2 separate regions of the Mus musculus genome follow, and region 2 is linked to region 1. Evidence: chromatin contacts called from public Hi-C data. All regions are on one chromosome and are shown on one strand. The core of a region is the stretch at or near the end of the contact, and the rest is flanking DNA. Distances in the headings are between cores, read along the strand shown.

Region 1 (2,749 bases), core at 75-2,574:
GTGTGTCAGAGTTCCTGGGAGTTAAGCTGCCTCTGGGACCCTGAGATCCTGGTGTGACCAAGCTCCTGGGATGCTGTGATTCTGGGATCCTGGGCAAGCTCCTGGGAGTGGAGATTCCTCTTGGTGTCTTGGGAATGGCTAGGAGTTTGCTCCCAAGGTAAACCTTTGAAGACTGGAAGGAACTTGAGCCACTGGTCAGGTGGGGTTCCTCTGTCCTGGAATCCTACTGGTTCCATTTACTTCCTGTGGTGTTGGAACAGATGTTGTGTCCTCCTCGCCTCAATCCTATGATCCTGGGTGAGTCAGAACACTTGTGCGTGGAGCTTCCTCTGGGTGTTTTTGGACACTGTTTCCCCACGCTTATTTTAAAATCTATAATTCCTCTTAGGTAGCAGACTTAGAAGCAACTATTTTATAAATATGTTATTTTCTTGATAATTTAAAATTCTTCAACACTATTATAATTTTTATAGTTAAAATGCATAAATATTTTTCTAGGCTTCAGAAACATGGAATATAGAGAGTTGTATAAAGAAAGGTATTTTCATTTTCTGTGGTTCTGAAAAGTAACCTATATTGAATGAGTCCACAGAACACAGTTATAAATGATTGATAAACTCCCAGGGAAAAATTGTGTGCTTAAAGCTACTTCTGTGTAACTTAATGAACGATAAAGACAAGAGCAATTAAAGAAAGACACAGTTCTCTGGAGGGAAAGAAGCAATAGGACAGCAGAAGATCATGGAGAAGAAAAAGGACTATAAAGTAAAATAGCAAGAATGAAAAGAAACTTCATTTACAAGGTAGATAGCCCTGGTTGGAAAAAAAAAAAAAACTATGACTTTTCATATATGGTAAATAAAGCTAAGATACTTGGTGTGCCTGTGACTCTTCTTTTCTGACAGGCCAGCTTCGAAGGCAAAAATCCACATTGGCACCCCCATATTGTTTCATTGCTATAACTAGGCACCATTATGTTTCAGTGCTTTTATTAATTCTTTGGGAATTCATTCATTGTATTAAAAACATCACTAATCCCACTATTATTTTTTTTACCTTCTCCACTTCTCTTTCCACTCAGTGTTGAGATTTCTAATTATGTTAAGATTTTTTTTCTTCCTTCCCAGTTGAGTCTTCTCAGTCCTAAAAGGGACATAGAAACATACTCCAAGGCCCAGGGATGTAACCTCCCCCAGCCTGAAGCAGGCTGAGCTAGAACTTGACCTTGCTGCCACTCTGGAGATTACCTAGGGTGGAGCCTTCCTCCTTAGATCACTCTATTGTTCAGCCAGTGCAGCTGTTCCCTTTCAAGACACTGCTACCTGCTGGGAGGCCATTGAGCTATTCGGAGACTACACCCTATCTGCACCTCAGTCACCTGCAGCTAGCTGGTTCCAGGCTCCAAGAATGAATTGGCAGGAATGGGCCTCCCCTCGCCCCCTTTATGAGCACACTTGCCATTAAGCATTTGAGCTTTGATCAGGAATCTTGACTTAGCTCCATTTTTCTCTCAACCACCTAGTTCCCCTCTTTTCAGCCCCAGCTTGCCTCCCAGGTGAAACCCAGATCATGGGAGCTGTGGGTTGGCTTCCAACACAAGGATTTTCACGTAAGAGTGTAGTGGGGACATTGTAAAAGCCAGACATAGCTAGTAACATCAAGTTTTGCTTTCCAGACACAGCATAGAAGGTGTACCTATGAATTCACAGTGATTGTGGTAGCATGTTCAAACCAGACAAAAACCTCAGCCTTGAGGGAGAATCAAATCCCTCCCCTAGCTGAGGCTTATGAATTGGCTCTAACCCCACCAAGTGACTAAAAACTCTGGTGTTTACCTCTAGGAAGCATTTGTTCTCCAAATTTGAAACAATGCTGGGCTTCATAAAATTCAGTCTCAAAAAATAAAACCAAAAATAAAAAGACACAAATTGAAAACAACTGAATATTAAGACTAAAATGGACAGATTATCTGTCAAAAATAGCAATGCTAAGAGGGAGGAGGAACAGGGATATGCTTCAGAGTGTATCCTGCCTGCATGGAAGCAGTAAACTGACTTGATCTTGGCCTTGGAAGTACTTACAACTTTTTTATCCTGGACAATAAATAAGGCTGGCACTGGCTCTGAACTGAGAGGCTATCTTTCTCCAGATACTCTCATTTATACCAATAACTTTTGAAAGACAATCTCAAGCACAGGTCATTAGTGAGTCCATTTACAGGGCATTGGTATCCCTTAGAAAATTGTCTTCCCGAAGAAACAACACAAAGGGTCTTGAAATGAGTATGACTAGTTAAAGAAAGTATGATTAGCTAGGTTAATAAAAATATGTCTAGTGTTCTCACTTTCATCCAAACTTTAAAGTGTAAAGTGATATTTGTATATATGTGTTTATGTATTTTATTAAGATAAATATCATGCCTTTCTTTGTTTGCCACCTAGGATAGTTCAAAGTGTATAAACTAATTGTTGGGAAATCCACAGAAAGACTATTCTTTCTGAAGGTAATTGAAACCCAATGACATTAAGGTAGATTAAAATAATCTAGAATATGGCAGTTGTTCAGTTTGCAGGCCCACATCTTTTTCTTTAATAAGAGTCATATAGAACTGAAGGCAAGGAAAGAACTTTGGCCTGGACAGAGCACAGAGGATCTTTCCTTTATCGTGAATTTTGATCACAGTGCACTGTGGCTGTTTACTCTCTCCACTTCTAGTAATGTGGCTTATTTCTTTCATGTTAAGAAAACA
Region 2 (3,119 bases), core at 533-3,032, 470 kb after region 1:
AAAAGTGATGCAGATTAGTCTCATGCAACAGCCAACTTTATTCAGAGCATCAGACCGTTTATAGTGAGAGTTAAGAAGAGTCACCTGATTAAAGTATGTAATTACAAGGAGAAAGCACTGGTGGCAAAAACTACTTTCTCCATAGAGGCATATAAACTAATAATAGTCAGGTGGTAATGAATAATCTAAAGTAAACTCATTCCTATGCACTATACCTGGGAGGAGCACAAAACACATTCCAAGAACATTTTCATGTTTTGAAGAATCTGAGGTCACAAATCTTTGTCTTGTCTTCTTGGAATTTTCTCACAAGCATTCGGATTTCTCACAGGACTATTCTTGGACTGTGTTCTGCCATCCATTGTCTATCATAGCCTCAATACTGATTAAATGTCCAAAAATTAGTCTCTTCTGAGACTCATTGATTACTTGTAATCTTCTGTAAAATCAATATCCAAAGGCAGATTATCTATTTCCAATATGCACTGGCAGAAAATATACATTTACATTTCCAAGAAGTATCAAAGGGAGGATTGTGAGGAAATACTGGATCAAGAAAACAGTGAAATTCAGCAGTGCAAACTCTAAATTCTACATCTCCATGTCTGATGTCAAACTACTCTTCAGATCTCCAACTCCTTTCAGCTTTGTTGACCACAACATTACTATTCTCTCTCTTGGGCTGTTTTCACAACGAGTTTGTAATTATCTGCTGATATCCTACAACTCTGGAATCTTCTACATCTTAAGGGCTTCATAATCTAGATGCAGAAGTGGCCTCTCTGTGCCGTTCTATGCATGATCTCTTATGCAGGAACATCCTTTTTCACATACTTGGCCCCTCTATGGATAAATGGCTTTCCTTATCCATAAAGAGTGGGTCCAAAACCCCTTTCATGCATCCTTGACTCAAATGCCAGAACCACATGGCCAAAGCTGAAACTTGGGGCCTCCTCCTTCAGTTACATCTCCCTCAGCTTTCTGCTGTTCATGGTTTCCTTTACTACTTAAGCTTTCCTTTGATTTCTTTTCATAAGTTGGAAGCTTAGCTGAATGAGGGTCTTGCCCTGAGGTCACCACTCTTTTATTCCATTTAGCATAAGTCTTTTCTTTAAACTTTTATTTCCCTGTGTACAAAACTTAGTTCCCGGTTCTAGCATCATATTTCCTGGTGCTCCTTTCCTCCTCCAACTGCACATTTTGCATTTCTTTTTGTTGCCTTGATTCTTTCTGTCATTATAGGGAAGCATAGGAGTGATTACTAACAACCACACAATACAGTCAAGACTGAGCTGGCTTGAGATCTCCTCTGTCAATGTCATTAATCCAAAACTCTTCAATTTAGTCTCATGCACATTTTTAATGCAAGGTAAAAAGGCAGACACATTGTTTGCCAAATTATCACATGAATAGTCTCTAGGTCATTCTTCTCCTCTGAGACCTCTTGGTCTGAGTTAGATTTTATGCCACTCTCGTACCACTATGTTTCAAATACTTACTAGAATTTGTAACAGTATTACTCTGCCCCCTGGTACTAATTTCTGTCTTAGTCACTGTTCTATGTCTGTGATGAGACACCATGACAAAGGCAACTTGTTGAGTGAAATATTAAAATAGATCTTCAAGTTTGGGTTCTAAACTGGGTACCAGCAGGCCACATAGCTCCAGCCTGGTGTTCTCAACTAGGCAGAATCTCTGGCCCAGAGCTCTGGAGATGTCTCCACCCAACTAGCTAAATTACCTCTGGCAGGTTGCTACCCAGCCAGCCCCAAGCTGCAACCCCCCCACAGCCTTTGTGCTGCATATCAGGCAAACCCTTGCTTTGCTGCTGTACCTTTGTCTCTGGAACCCAATCAAGCCTTTGTGTGAAGAAAAACATCACATTAACTCAATCTCTGGGCACAACAACTAGAATGCTAATCTTGTAAACCATATGTGGATAGCCTTGAAGCTGTTGTATTTTGATGTTAATTCTGCCTTTAGGAGGGGTTGTCTGGAATGAGTCATGTACCCAGGCGAATCCTTGTGTAACCATCCCCTAATGAATAAAGGAACCAATCACCTGGCAAGTAGGTGGAATTTCCAGGTTGAACAGAGGAAGAGAGGAAGGAAGAGGGGGGATTTTTGGACTGGATATTGACAGGACAAGATGTAGCTACTAGTGTCTTCTGGATTAGATGGCAAATCTGTCAGGATTTGCCACAGGAAGATTTGGATTTAATATGGCTTACAAGATTAGCATTCTAGTTGTTGTAACACCCTCATAGAAGCAGGTGGAGGAGGGATGGGGGATGAGATACAGGGTTTCCAGGAAACCAGGAAAGGGGATAAAATCTGAAATCTAAATAAAGAAAATATCCAAGAAAAAAGAAAATGAGAGAAAAAAAAAGAAAAGAAAATTCATATTATTTACTTGAATAATATTTTAAATATGAATATCATTTATTAAGATGAATTAAGACAAATGTGACAATAAAATAGTTCTCACTCAGAAAAAAAATAGAGAGATGAAATCAAGCAACATTTAGATGACCAAGTAAAAAGGAAAAGTCATATAAATAAAATCATAAATAAAATAGATATTACACCAAAATTGAAATAACACAAGTAAATGATATGAAAAAGGATAAGACAACAAAATGAGTAATTTGGGAAAAAGAACAAATTTTTACAAACTTATAACCTTCTGAGACTAACATTACAAAATAATTTATAAATTACAAACAGCAGCTGAATATGGGAATTGTAATCACAGTACTCTGGCCATGAAAGAAGAAACCCTACAAGTTCGAAACCAACATTACTCTACATATGAAGATAGTGTCATCCCAAGATAGCAACAAAGTCTAACCAACCAATTAACATGTGAGGAAAGCTAATGGGCAATAAGGTCTCCCATCAAATTAAAGCACAGTGTCTTATGTCTCTCTGCTGAATTTTGTCAACCATTTAGAAACTGACAAGAAGCCTTCCTTGACTTTCAGCAAATTACAGATGACATAAATATTTCCAAACTCATTTTACAAGCTAACAATAGTCAGATCCCAAAGTGATTAGACTGGACACTGGAAGAAATTGACAATCATAAGCCAATATTTCTAATGAACTCAGATAAAAGA

The links. Hi-C and Micro-C count contacts between places; a contact is called where the count stands out from the background.
Region 2: a Hi-C map of embryonic stem cells shows a contact between it and region 1, with 5 times the contacts expected there. The contact joins two enhancer-like sites. A contact is called at or near these places in 1 of 484 Hi-C or Micro-C datasets (embryonic stem cells) and 1 of 115 datasets of contacts at active chromatin or transcription factors (embryonic stem cells).

The regions. Positions count from the first base shown.
Region 1 is chr5:18,687,372-18,690,120 of GRCm38.p6, forward strand. No RefSeq gene overlaps it. Among named protein-coding and RNA genes, the nearest start is that of Gm23822, 180 kb to the right of the region's middle. Within about 2 kb of position 1,325, at least 10 of the 459 cell types and tissues checked have an H3K27ac peak or open chromatin away from gene starts, as enhancers often do. A contact at or near this core is called in embryonic stem cells, where this site is marked.
Region 2 is chr5:19,152,804-19,155,922 of GRCm38.p6, forward strand. No RefSeq gene overlaps it. Among named protein-coding and RNA genes, the nearest start is that of 4921504A21Rik, 72 kb to the right of the region's middle. Within about 2 kb of position 1,783, at least 3 of the 459 cell types and tissues checked have an H3K27ac peak or open chromatin away from gene starts, as enhancers often do. A contact at or near this core is called in embryonic stem cells, where this site is marked.